Regions from separate parts of the Sus scrofa genome. Here region 1 is linked to region 2. A link is a contact called in public HiChIP or PLAC-seq data. All regions are on one chromosome and are shown on one strand. The core of a region is the stretch at or near the end of the contact, and the rest is flanking DNA. Distances in the headings are between cores, read along the strand shown.

Region 1 (6,348 bases), core at 1,198-3,697, 77 kb after region 2:
TCCTTTTAAGCTCTAATAATTTTCCTGCTGTCTCTTGCAGATTCGGCATACAAAACAAATGGAAGTACTAAAATGAGTGAATTAGGTTTGTTTATCTCTAATTCTGACAGGTTCTCTGTGAGGGTTCTAATTATCAGCAGAATACAGGGGTACATTCATTTGGTCCCTGGCTCGAGAGTATCACTTTGTTCATTTTCTCGGCTTGAGGAACAGTGTCCTTAGGACTGTGACCTTTCTTAGTAATTAAGCCTTGGTTTTTATTCTCTCTGAAATGGTCTTTTGTTATATTATTGTTTAAATTTGTGTAGGAAACTGTAATAACAGATACATTTTAGCTTTTCTTGGCAGTTGTTAAGTCCACAGTATTGAGAGAAAGCAGGTATCAGTTTACCATTAAGGTCTTTTTGTTGATTTAGGAAGTGAATTGGAGATTTTTCACAGTAAGTTCAGCGTCCTTTGCCGTGTTTATCGAAGTGGTTTCAAGTTTTTTCAGTGTTTTCCTTGGTGTAGTACATGAGCTACCGAGATATGTGTGTATTGATTGTGGTTGGATTTAGGCTTAAGTTACAGTTCTTTTCTAAATTTGGAGATGAGTCAAAAGGAGGGAAGCTTCATTTTTCTTTATAAATAGTTGCAGCTTGTTTTACATTTGTCCTTAACTTAAGCTCAGGCTCCTTTTTCTTAGAGACTTCAGGATTTACAGTGTCTGGGTACTGAAAACGATTCACGCAGTGTACAACTTAGCACGTTTACTTCTCCCCACCAGAGTTTCTCAAATGCTCTATTTAAAAACTTTTTAAAAAATCTTTTAAAGTCATACCGTCTTAATTAGAACTTGGAACTGAAATAGTCTAGCACTTTTATTTTTTTCTCTAGGCTAGATTTAGAAATCATTTCTGTAAGTACTTTATAATAAAAACTGACTTTAAAAAATAGTGCTTGCCAGCTTAAAGGAAATTCCTGTGAGATCAATATGGAAAATGACACCATCTGCTGTTTTTATTTTTTTTTTAAATAGTAATGCTAGTACATCTTGGAGTGTATACAATGGCTATTCATGGAACTTGAACACTAGTAATGTCTGCAGACTATTTTTTATTCTCTTTTTCTTGCTGCCTTACTATCTGATTTCTAAAGCATGATTGGCATTGAATAATTCATCTTAAAAGTTACCTTTCTTAATATATAGCCGGGCTCCACAAACCATAGTCTCTAAGTGAAATCTGACATGCAGTCCTCTTTGCGTACAGCCTATGAGTGAAGAAAAGATTTTTACATTTTGTGAAATAAACACACACACTGACATATGATAGAGACCTCATGTGTCTCAAAAAGCCTAAGATAGTCACTGTTCTGCTCTGAAGGGGAGAAAGTTTATCAGTCCCTGATTACATCAGTGGCAGAAATGAAGGCAGCACATTAACAAAATTGCCATTTGTTTGTTCTAAGAGTAAATTCAGAGAGTTAAAATACTTGCCTGGCCCGTAGATTTATTGTAACATTCCACACTAGATTTTGTTGACAACACAAAAAAACAGGAGACATAATGACTTCTGTATTCTATCTAGTATTCTCTTTGAGAAAGTATGATAATCTCACTTCTGAATCTTCATATCTTTGTCTCCAGACACAACATGATAAACGAAGTTTACACTTCCTCACATTCCACAGGTCTCTAGGAATAGGAAAGTCTATAGTAGAAATATGCCTGGGGCTTTGTCCGTGCCAGGTAAAAGAAAGTGAGCAGAAAGTGATACAGTTAGTGGACGGTCTCCATCAGAGGAGGTGGTTGTAAGTAACCTATTTTTACAGCAAACATGAAGACCTAGGGCTTTTGAAAGTACCTTTTCCAAATTGGTTGAAATTGTTAGAAAAGTGACATCTCCTTAATAGCATATTGAATTATTGCCATTGTCGAAAAGCCACAGCTTTGGGGAGTTCCCGTCGTGGCTCAGTGGAAACGAATCTGACTAGTATCCATGAGGATGCAGGTCCGATCCCTGGCCTTGCTCAGTGGGTTAAGGATCCAGCGTTGCTGTGAGCTGTGGTGTAGGTCGCAGATGCGGTTCCGATCTGGCATTGCTGTGGCTGTGGCGTACATCAGCAGCTATAGTTCGGATTTGACCCTAGCCTGGGAACCTCCACATGCCTAGGTTGCAGCCCTAAAAAGGCAAAAAGACAAAAATAAATAAGCCACAGCTTTTACCATTTCTTATAATAACTTTTTAAATTAAGAGTATTATTGCTCCAAATAGGATTTTAATTTCTTAAAATGTCTGCATCAGTGTAGAGAAGAGTAATATCTTTTTAAAATAATATTTTTAGGAATTGCCTTGTGACACAACAGGTTACGGACCCAGCATTGTCACTGCAGCAGCTTGGGTTCAGTCCCTAGCCCCAGAACTTCCACATGCCACTGGCGTAGCCACAAAGAAAAAAAGGCAATTTTTTTTTTTTAACGCTTTAACTTTCCACATGTAGCAATCAGGAAGTTTAAAGTAAAGGAAGCTGAATAATAAAAGAGGGAAATGAAATTAAAATTTATGTAGTCATAGATACTACTGGTTTATTTTCAGATTATATTTAAATATTTATCTGAACATTCTTTGTAGCTTGGGTTAAAAAGAAAATGAAGTGTTAAACAGTGGCGTGTGTTGGAGTTCCCGTCGTGGCGCAGTGGTTAACAAATCTGACTAGGCACCAAGAGGTTGTGGGTTGGATCCTTGGCCTTGCTTAGTGGGTTAAGGATCCGGTGTTGCCGTGAGCTGTGGTGAAGGCTGCAGACGCAGCTCAGATCCCGCGTTGCTGTGACTCTGGTGTAGGCTGGTGGCTACAGCTCCGCTTCAACCCCTAGCCTGGGAACCTCCATATGCTGCAGAAGCGGCCCTAGAAAAGGCAAAAAGACAAAAAAAAAAAAAAAAGGTGGCGTGTGTGTGTGTGTGTGTGTGTGTGTGTGTTTGTAGTAATAGTTGCCTAAAGAAGTGCCCTACTCTGTGGAAGAGGTCAGGAACATTTTTATGGAGATAGCATTTGAACTGAATTTTGAAAGATGAAGAGCAGGCAGAATGGGGAAGGAAAGCTGCAAATACTACAGTTTGTCTTGTAATAGAATGTCACTATTGTACTTTTAGAGTCCATGCAATGTGAGAAACTCTTTACTCTTTAGAGATAGCATTCTCACATTAGCTGTGGCTCTTTGAGATACCTTATGTTAAATTTTAAAATGATCAAATGCTAAATTGGTAGACGTAAATTTCTAGAGTTTCATTTTCTAAAGTGAGAAATGTGTTTATAGCCAAGATAAAAGCCTATTACAATGATGATTATTTATCAGGTAAGTAGGATGTATTATTATTTAAGCTGCCTAGTTCATAAAATACTACTGGATTATGAGACACGAAATACTGTTTTTCTGTTCTTAGTGGTATTATTAAGATAGCCTTGCTTGACATGTTATTGTTTTTGTCTTGGGTACTGCTGATAAATACTTATTGTTAGGAGCAAAGAATTCTAAATAAAGCATCTGTAGACACTAGATTAAAAGTTACAAAATGGGTGCAGTCCTAAAAAGCAAAAAAAAAAAAAAAAAAAAAGTGTTCAAAAATAGATTAAATCTGTGATTTATTAAATACTTCAAATATAACGTATTAGAGGTATTAAAAGGAAATAGGGAACTCCATTTATAAGCTGGTTAAAAGATAATTCTTGAGAGTTCCCGTCGTGGCTTAGTTGTGACAAACCCAGCAAGTATCCATGAGGACGCAGGTTTGATCCCTGGCTTTTCTCAGTGGGTTAAAGATCTGTCATTGCTGTGAGCTGTGGTGTAGATTGCAGATGAGGCTTGGATCCCTCGTTGCTGTGACTGTGGTGCAGGCCAGCAGCAACAGCTCTGATTCAACCCCTAACCTGGGAACTTCCCGTATGCCTCGGGTGTGGCCCTAAAAAAAAAAAAAAATTCTTAAATCTTCCCCCATGCTAATTAGAACATAAACAGAAAAAAAAAGGAGATTGCGTTTTAGGCAACCTGGTATATAAAGTATTGATTATTAGTTAATTGGCTCTAGACATAGTGACCTGGAACTTCACAAGTATGTAGAAATAAATTATATGAGGATGAAAAAGGGAGGGATTACTGTACTATTTATTTTTTCTGATAGCTCAGTGAATAGTGTAAATCTTAAACATATTTTTCTTTCCATTAATACAGATTCAGAAATCAGTTCAGCCTTAAATTTTGTTACACCAGATAATTTTTCAGCTACATAAAATATAATGTCCTAATATAAATGTAACTGTAGCAAAGCTACTGTATTATATGACTTACACTTAGGTGTTGTTGGAACCTGCCATTTTAGGAAGAATTCACTTCTCAGCCTTCGTCATTTATTCATTTATCCAAAATATTATTTAGGGTGACTTTTTGGTTGCACATGTGAGGTGCGTGGAAGTCACTACTTCAACTTAAGAACAAGTCAAAAACTGACAGCTGAAAAATCAACAACTCTTCTTATATCTGTAAGAGAGGAAAGGACCCAGGTCAGACTGCTGCCCCCAGGATTGGAGAAACAGGCAAACATAGGACATCATGGCTTACTGGCATATGGACTCAGAAGCATAAGCCTCTGCACGAGGTAGTACTGGAAAACCTGAGCCGCAGTTGATGAATTGCTAGAGGCTCAGCATGAACATAACTGAGAGTTAAAAATTCCAGGAGGACCCAGTGAAAGGGGGGCTCGTACTCTATTGTGAGGTTTACCTCCAGAAGCTCAACCAGACTCCCCCTGATAAACATCAGCACAAGATCCCATCTTGCTTCTGCAAGGGAGAAGGGGAAGGAAACATTTTGAAAGATTCCAGGGCACGTGTTCTTAACAAGGCAAGTCCTCCGGGAAATCTAGTTAACTAGAGCCTAACCTACTGTGTTATTATCAAAGCTCAACTGACCTGAGGGGAGGTAATTACTCAGCTCCAGACCACTCTGGACATGCTGTCCCACCTAAAGGGGGAAGAGGGACAAAAAGAAAGGAATTGTTGTGAAGTTCATGGTCCAGAGGTATAAAGCTTACTAAAAAACAGAAACCTAGAACTATAGAATACTTCCCCTCTCCCAATACCACCACCATATTACTAAAGGCTTATTTATAGCTGGTTTTTTTTTTAGCCAGTATCTTGTGTCCAGCTATCAAAAAAATTAGTGAGAAATGCCAAAATGAAATAAACATAGTTTGAAAAGATACAGTAAACAGCAACTAGATGTGGCAGGGATGTAGAATTAACAGACCAGGAATTTAAAGTAATTATGATTAATATGCTAAGTAAGGGCTCTAATGAATAAAGTAGACAGCATGCAAGAACAGATGAATAATGTAAGCAGAGAGAAATCCTAAGAATCAAAAAGAAAGACTAGAGATAAAAAAAAAAAAAAAACATTATAACTAAAATGAGGAATGCCCTTGATGGGCTTATTGAACTGGACCCAGCTGAGGAAAGACTCTCTAGAGGCTGTATCAATGGATTCCTCAAAGAAGTGATAATTATGTAAATGATAATTAGCTCATGCTATGCTAATTATATTACAATATATAAATATATCAAATCAACACACTGTACACCTTACACAATGTTAAATATCAGTTATATCTCAATTAAAAAAGTAGAATCATTGGAGTTCTCTTTTGACTCAGTGGGATAAGGATTTGGCATTGTCACTGCCACAGCTTAGGTCGCTGCTGCGGTGCAGGTTTGATCCCTGGCATGGGAACTTCCACATGCTTTGGGTGCAGCCAAAAAGAAAAAAAAAAAGAATCATTGAAAACCTGAAAGCAAAGAAAATGACTGAATAATACAGACTATCCTCTACTGTACAACAGTTAACAAAAGGTATAAGGTACTCATATTATGAATAACAGAAGGAGAAGGAACAGAAGAAACATTGGAAACCATAATGACTGAGAATTTCCCAAATTAATGAAAAATACTAAACTTCAGATCCAGGATGCTCACAAACACCAAGCAGGATAAATGCCAAAAAAAAAAAAAAAAAAAAAAAAAAATCATTTTTAAAACACAGTAAGTCATAGATACAGAAAAAATCCCAAAAGAAGCCAAAGGAAGAAAATAAGTGACCTGTATAGAAATAAAAGAATTACATCTAACATCTCAGAAACCAGGCACCCAAGGAGAGATTGGAGTGAAAGATTTAAAGTATTCAAAGAAAAATATACCACCAACCCTAGCAGAGTTTGTCTTGCAAAATTATCCTTCAAAGGTGAAGCCTCTGCCCAGGCTAAGGAAAAAAAAAAAAAAAAAAAAAAAACCTGAGGGGGAAAAAAAGATAGGACATAAATT
Region 2 (6,659 bases), core at 379-2,878:
ATCCAGAGCCAGTCTTGTTATGGGCAGCAGAGGGTGATGCCACAGGCTCTGCAAGGTCACCCACCACCCCTGCTGCCTCCAGCTTGAAATCCTCCCAAAGACCTTCATTCCTGCATCACTTCCCAGAAGGGCCAGATGGTAAGACTCAACCGTGTTGAAGATCGATTCCTGGGCCCCGCCCCTGGAGACGCCGCTTCAGTAGGTCTGGAGTCTCTGTTTAACATGTGGCCCCGGTGATTGTTGCCATCAAGCCAATTTGAGAAATCCTACTTCAGGGGTCACCTAAGCTCCTGGTGAGACAAGTGCAAAGGTTCTGGAAGGAGAGACCGCATCCTCATGACAGGGGCGAGAGGCTCTGCTCCCCAGTGCTTCTCCAGCTCTCTCTCCATCTTGCTGTGTGTGGTTAAGTAAGTCACTTGTCCTCTCTGAACTTGGTTTCTGCATCTAGGTAATAGCGATATTGGCCAGATCTCTTAGAATGCGTCCATTTCCACAAGTCATTTTTCTATAAGTAACTGGTTTGTTAAACAAGCGTGTTGAGTGGTTTATGCTCAAAAAGCAACTTTGATTTTTTTTTTTTCCTCAAGTAATCCTTTAAAGTGTATTCAGTGGGAGAAATTGGCTCCTTCCCCTAAATAGAAGCTTGGGCCAGCCCCATTGCTTTTTCATTCACTCTTAGGTGATAGTCTTATAGTCACTCTAAGGTACAGATACAGTTTCAGCTCAGAAATTAGAATGTCAGTCATGAGTGATACTCAGACTACTCCCCATCTGACAGCTTTAATCGTTTCCTTTCCTCCAGTTTGAATCTGCTTCAGGCTGGAAGTGGCTGGGGTGGTGGCAATGTCCTCTGCCATCTACCCTCCCCCAACTCTTATCCTCTCTCCCACCATCCCCGAGAGCTGCTGTTTCATCAGCTGCCAGGATGGAAATGGAGAATTCTTACTGGTTAGAGAGCAAGGAGAAACTTCAGACTGGCTCTTGCTTTTGTGAATGCTTTGGGGGGCTCTTCTGGAGTTCCCTGCCAGGCCTTTACCCCAGGCGAGCGCATCACCTCTATTCCAGGAGTCCTTGGCAGCTCCTTGCTCAGCCCCTTGGCATCTGCAGGCCACCTCCAGCCTCCAGGACTCGGAGTTGGGGGGGGGGTCCTTCTCGCTCCTCCAGGTGGCGCTCTTGGACCGGACTCAAAACTGCCAGCCCTTCCAGCACTGCCAATGGAGCATGAAAGAGGCAGCTGGACTTCCTCCCCTTAGCCTCCCTTCCCAGGGCAGACAGAGGCTCTTGTCCAGCATCCTGCTGTTGCATCAGGCAGAGGGTTCCCAGCAGCAGCACTGAGGGAAGGAAACAAGGACAGGATAGGATGTGGCCTTATAGGACTGATCTCAGATTTTTAGGCCGGGGGACCTCCAACCAAGGCAGCAGCGGAGATCAGGAAACAAGCCCCCTTGGGGACATCCACTCCAGAGTCCTGGGGTCACAACCAGGGGCCAGCATGCACCTCCATCCTTTCAGCCTTCCTCTCCAGCTCTCACTGACCCTTCTCCCCTCTCTTCTCTGGCAGGGACTGATGCCCTTGGCCATGACACACCCCCAGCTGCTGTCCACTCAGCCACAGCCTGCGTGACTGGGTCGTCGCTGCTCCAGCCATTTCACGTAAGTGTGAGGCACAGGCCACCCTCCCCCTAACCTCAGGAGATGGTGCCAAGACCCTGGATGGAGAGAAGTGTTGGTGGAGAAGGAGCTCCCAGAAAGCCCTGGTTACAGAGGGCAGACCCTGGGGGTCTGCAGTTGGCACCAGGTTTGTCCTCTCTGGCTGCCCTCAGCCCATGAATCAGTCCTCGCTGATTCCATCTATGCAGACCTGCTCAGCCCTGCAAGAAAACAGAGGAACCTTGTTCTCAAAGCCTCAGGAAGTTAATCGGGCAGCTGTTGTGACAAAACTCCATGCCACTTGCCTTTGGGTCCTGACTCAGACACTTGCTACTGTATGACTTTTATGCAAATTGCGTAAAGCTGTGGCTTTTCCTCCTGTAGGGTTTTTTTGGTAAGGCTCAAAGGAGGTGTAGTGGTTATCTTTTGCCGTATCACAAACCACCACATACTTAGCAGCTTGCAACAACCCACACCAATTATCTCACAGTTTCTGTGGGTCAGGAATCCAGGCGTGGCCCGCTGGTTGCAGTGTTTCAGGGTGTGTCCTGAGGCTGCGTTCAAGGAGTCCACTGGGGTTACCGTTTCATCTGAAAGCTTGACAGGGGAAGGATCAGCTCTTCTGCTCTCAATTATGTGATTGTTCAGTTCCTTTGGGACCATTAGATTGAGGGCTTCAGCTTTTGTTGTCTGTTGAACTGAAGGCCAGAAGCCACCCTCGGTTCCTTAACACATGGGCCCTCCTAACGTGGCAACTGGCTGAACCAAAACCAGCAAGGGAGAATGTCTTGGCCAGTAAGAGGAAAGTCAGAGTTTCATAGAGTCGACGAACAGAAAACATCCCGTCCTCTTTGCTGTATTCTATTAAGAAGCAAGTCACACTGGCACCCACCCTCCAGGGGAGGGAGGTACCCAAGGCATGATTGCTGGGGGGGCAGGCTCATTTGGGGCCATCTTAGAGCCTGCCTGTTGTAAATGGGGAGAGAAAGGGAAACATGTAAACTACAGAATACTGTTTAGATTCAGGGAGTTATTGTGATCATTTGCAAAGAGGAAATGAGCCCACCTGAAATCCCAGAGAGCCACTGGGGTAGGAATTTAAATGCTACGGTGCACCATCAGGGCCGGGCCCTGGCAAAGCTGCCTGGGATCTGGCTAGTTTACCACATGCCCTTGACATGTGCTTTCTTGGTTTATGATGATCAGGCCAGACCTAAGTGGCCACAAAACCTCCGGGCCTTCCTTTTCCCCACAAATAACTATGTCTGAAGGATATCTTAGAGTTTCCAAGGGGCCCTCACATACATGAATCTTTTCCCTTACAATCAGATTTGTGAACTGGGTTTTTTGTGTATCTCTCTTTTATAAGTGAGAAAGAAGGTCCGCTTCCAAGATGGGGTATCTGCTAGGTGGCACAGTTGGGTCTCGAAGGGCCTTCGGATCCATGGCACTGCCGCACTGCCCTGCGCCCCATTTCCAGGCCACTTCTGCTACACAGCCTTCGTGGTCCTGAAAGAGGGAGGGCTCTGTTCTTATATGGCTTCATTATTCTCTGTTTCCGAAAACACAGCCTGGGCACATCCCAGGGGACTAGGCCAAGACTTTCAGTAGTGTGGGCCACTGCTGCCTCCCCCAACTTGAGGTCCCTAGGCCTCTCTCTTGCTTAAGCAGCCCACATGGAGGGGAAGCAGGAGAAGGGGAGTGTTGTTGTGAAGATATATGTCGCCCCAAGGCTGAGGTTCACTTACCCCCCCCCAAAAAAAAGCCCCATTGCAGCCCTGAGGCATGGCTTACCTTGCTTGCATCAGAGCAAAATCAAATTGGTCTTCAACAAGGATGCTCTAGTCTGCAGCTGGAATGTGACCTGAGCGATACAACTTGGTGCCCCCTGGTGGTGGATCAGAGTCATTACTGCCAGGCTTGTGAAAGAAATGCTGCAAGGAGAGATTACCAAACTTGTTAGTACCTGCAGTGTGCCAGGCACTGTGTCTAATGCTGTATAAGACACAGCTCCTTACCCCACAGTACTCATAATTTAGGGAAGGAGTTAAAACGCTGCCACATGAAAGTTGACAAACATCCTACCAAGAAAGGATGTTAAAAGTGGCATGGTAGAAGTCCAGAAAGAGAAGGCATCGTGATGGGGCAGTCAGGGAAGGCTTCTCAGAGCCTCGAAGAAAGGGCAGGATTTAAAAAGATGGAGAAAGCGAGATTACGCTCCTCCCCTACTGCGACCCTTCAGGAGGCCCCATGGTCTCCAAGAGAGTTAAATCCCAATTCCTTGCCTGCCTTGCAGCCTCTCCAGCTTGATGCCCACCCACCCTCAACCTTTCCAGATTCCTTACAGTTGTTCCTGGAACCCCTGTATCCTTCCACACTCCTGGGCTGTGCATTCGCCTTCTCCACCTTGTCTACTGGCCAAGCCGCCCTGAGCTTTTAGGATTCAGCTCAAACAGAACATGTTCCATGGAACTTTTCCCCAGGTAGTTAGCTTCCCCCCTCCTGTGTTCCCACCGCCCCTGGTCTGGGCATCACTGGTTCTTATGTTAAGTGTCTTTTCATCACAGGGCTATAATCTTCTTAAGAACTGGAGCTGCCTGATGGGCAGAGGATTCCTGTGACAGGGAGAGAGGGCGAGAGGAGGAAAAGCTGAATTGGTAATGAGCAAGCAGGTTGGAGAGCCTCTGAGGCTCCGTCTTAAAATCCACACCCAGTAAATGTGCCCCTGCAGTCCGCGTGGTCCCCAGAAGGTTCTGGAGGAAGAGAGGTGCAGGGGCATGATGAAGGGCTAACTGTGGGCAATGCAAAGGGTGCTCAGAGCTAGAACCAGCAAGATCCATCAGGAAACCATTGCACCAGGGCCAGTGTGTGATGCAGAGTCTTAATTAGGGAGAATAGAGGCTGGGGAAGCTGAAGCAGAATTTGAGGAATTGAAAGTCTGGGCAGCTAGGGGAACACACCACAGCCTTGTCAAACTCTTAATATGCAAATTAATCACCTGGGCCCTTGTTAAAATACAGGTTCTGACTCATTAGGCCTGCGGTGGGGCCTGAGATGTGAACCGGCTTCCATGCTGTGGTCCTCAGGCTACACTGTGAACATCTGGGTTTGTTTTGTTTTGTTTTGTCTTTTTGTCTTTTTAGGGTCTATATGTCTGTGGCATATAGAAGTTCCCAGGCTAGGGTCGAATTGGAGCTACAGCTGCCAGCCTGCCCCACAGCCACAGCCACACGGGATCTGAGCCGCGTCTATGACCTATACCACAGCTCAGGGCAATACCAGATCCTTAACCCACTGATCAAGGCCAGGTATCGAACCCATGTCCTCATGGATGCTAGTTGGGTTTGTTAACCACTGAGCCACGACAGGAAACTCCTGTGAGCATCTTTGAGGGAGTTGGAAGCAGTGCAGGCTGCATGTAGGGCCCTAGGGCCACGGTGATGAGAAACAGGTGTCCTTGGCTGAGGAAAAGGTATTCCTTCCCCCTAAGAAGCTGGTGGTCCAGCCCCCATCAGCCCCCACCTGCCTTTGACAGACAAAACCCTTCATGGCAGCTCTGGTAGCACCGTGAACAGAGAGGTTGGGGAGGTGGGGGAGTCCACTTGGAGAGAGGGTAACGATCAAGTTCAGGGTGCCAGTGGGCATCTGAGTGACGGGTCTGTCTACTCGCAGCTGGAGACACGGCTGGAGACGCAGATTGGGGACCTGGAGGCTTACCCGTGATAGAGCGTGGGGAGAGAGCAAGATGACGCGAAGTAGAGCTCGGGGACTCATCTAACCCCTGGGGCCTTCTTCCGGTTCACCCTCTTCTAACAGCATCTCTGTCCCTTTTGTTGTCTTGCAGGTCACCGTTCCCTTTATGAACGTAAGTGCTCGCAGTCATTCTTCCGTCCTCAAGATGCCAAGTCTCCTCCCACCCTCCTGCGCCGTTGGCACAGCCAGCCTTGGTCCCTGTGTGCCTGGGAGGTCGGGAATCCCTATTCAGTGGCCTGAAAGGGGAGTTGGCCCTCCGACAGCCTCACGTTTGGAGCTGGCCTCTGCCCCCTGAGCCCCCATTAGTGGGACTCATCTCCCCAGCCTGGCCCCAAACTTCCTGGCACAAGAATGCACCTGCATGCCTCTGGGCTCATCTTGCCCTTGTTTTCCACAAGAGTTGGAAAGAGAGGAGAGACACTCCCTGCAATCCACTGCCCTCCTACCCACAAAAGGAGTGTGGGTTGGAGCCAGGGCAGGACCCGATGGAACTTTCGAGGGGCAGACCTGTCCCCTCCACCTGGGTCAAGGCTCAGGGACCATTGGTATTTGCACCTCAGAGGGCAGTGATTAAGAGCGTGGCCATGGGGTGAAGTAGGCTGGGTGGAATCTCAGCCAAATCAATCAAAGTCTCCGTTCACTATGAGTGAAGGAGGGATAATTAATAACTGCTCCAGGGAGTTCCCGTCGTGCCTCAGTGGTTAATGAATCCGAGTAGGAACCATGAGGTTGCGGGTTCAATCCCTGGCCTTCCTCAGTGGGTTAAGGATCTGGTGTGGCTGTGAGCTGTGGTGTAGGTCGCAGACGCGGCTCGGATCCCAAGTTGCTGTGGCTCTGGCGTAGGCTGGTGGCTACAGCTCTGATTCAACCCCTAGCCTGGGAACCTCCATATGCCGCGGGTGTGGCCCTAGAAAAAGGCAAAATGACAAAAAAAAAAAAGAAAAGAAAAGAAAAAGAAACTGCCCTGAAAGGTTATTTTGAGGATTATCTGAGATAACCAGGGGAGTGCTTAGCACAGTGCCTCACACAGACTAAGCCCTCCGTGAACAGAAGGTGTTATTCTCTGGGTCGTAAGCCCCCCAGGTTAGGCTGCCCAGCCACCCTCTGTCTTCAGGAAGCCCCTGCTGTCCCTGCGCCCGGGGCCCTCCCTGCCCCGGCTGCTCTCAGGTCCCCCGTGGCCGCACATGTCTTTGCAGAGTTTGATGGGGCGTCGGGCGGATGACAGCGGGAACGGTTGTGATCACTGGCGGAATCCT

Evidence for each region. HiChIP or PLAC-seq counts read pairs in DNA pulled down with a chosen protein or histone mark.
Region 1: an H3K27ac HiChIP or PLAC-seq map of alveolar macrophages shows a contact between it and region 2. The contact joins two enhancer-like sites. A contact is called at or near these places in 1 of 5 promoter capture datasets (fetal liver), 14 of 47 Hi-C or Micro-C datasets (alveolar macrophages, blood, embryonic fibroblasts and 8 more) and 1 of 2 datasets of contacts at active chromatin or transcription factors (alveolar macrophages).

The regions. Positions count from the first base shown.
Region 1 is chr9:121,525,209-121,531,556 of Sscrofa11.1, forward strand. All of the region lies in intron 4 of TOR1AIP1 (torsin-1A-interacting protein 1), which reads left to right. Among named protein-coding and RNA genes, the nearest start is that of TOR1AIP1, 13 kb to the left of the region's middle. Within about 2 kb of position 2,448, at least 1 of the 83 cell types and tissues checked has an H3K27ac peak or open chromatin away from gene starts, as enhancers often do. A contact at or near this core is called in alveolar macrophages, where this site is marked.
Region 2 is chr9:121,448,738-121,455,396 of Sscrofa11.1, forward strand. FAM163A (protein FAM163A) reads left to right here. Exons shown (of 5, transcript XM_021063745.1): 2 at 1,562-1,653; 3 at 5,495-5,515; 4 at 6,600-6,659. The coding sequence starts at 6,622. Among named protein-coding and RNA genes, the nearest start is that of TOR1AIP2, 37 kb to the right of the region's middle. Within about 2 kb of position 1,629, at least 9 of the 83 cell types and tissues checked have an H3K27ac peak or open chromatin away from gene starts, as enhancers often do. A contact at or near this core is called in alveolar macrophages, where this site is marked.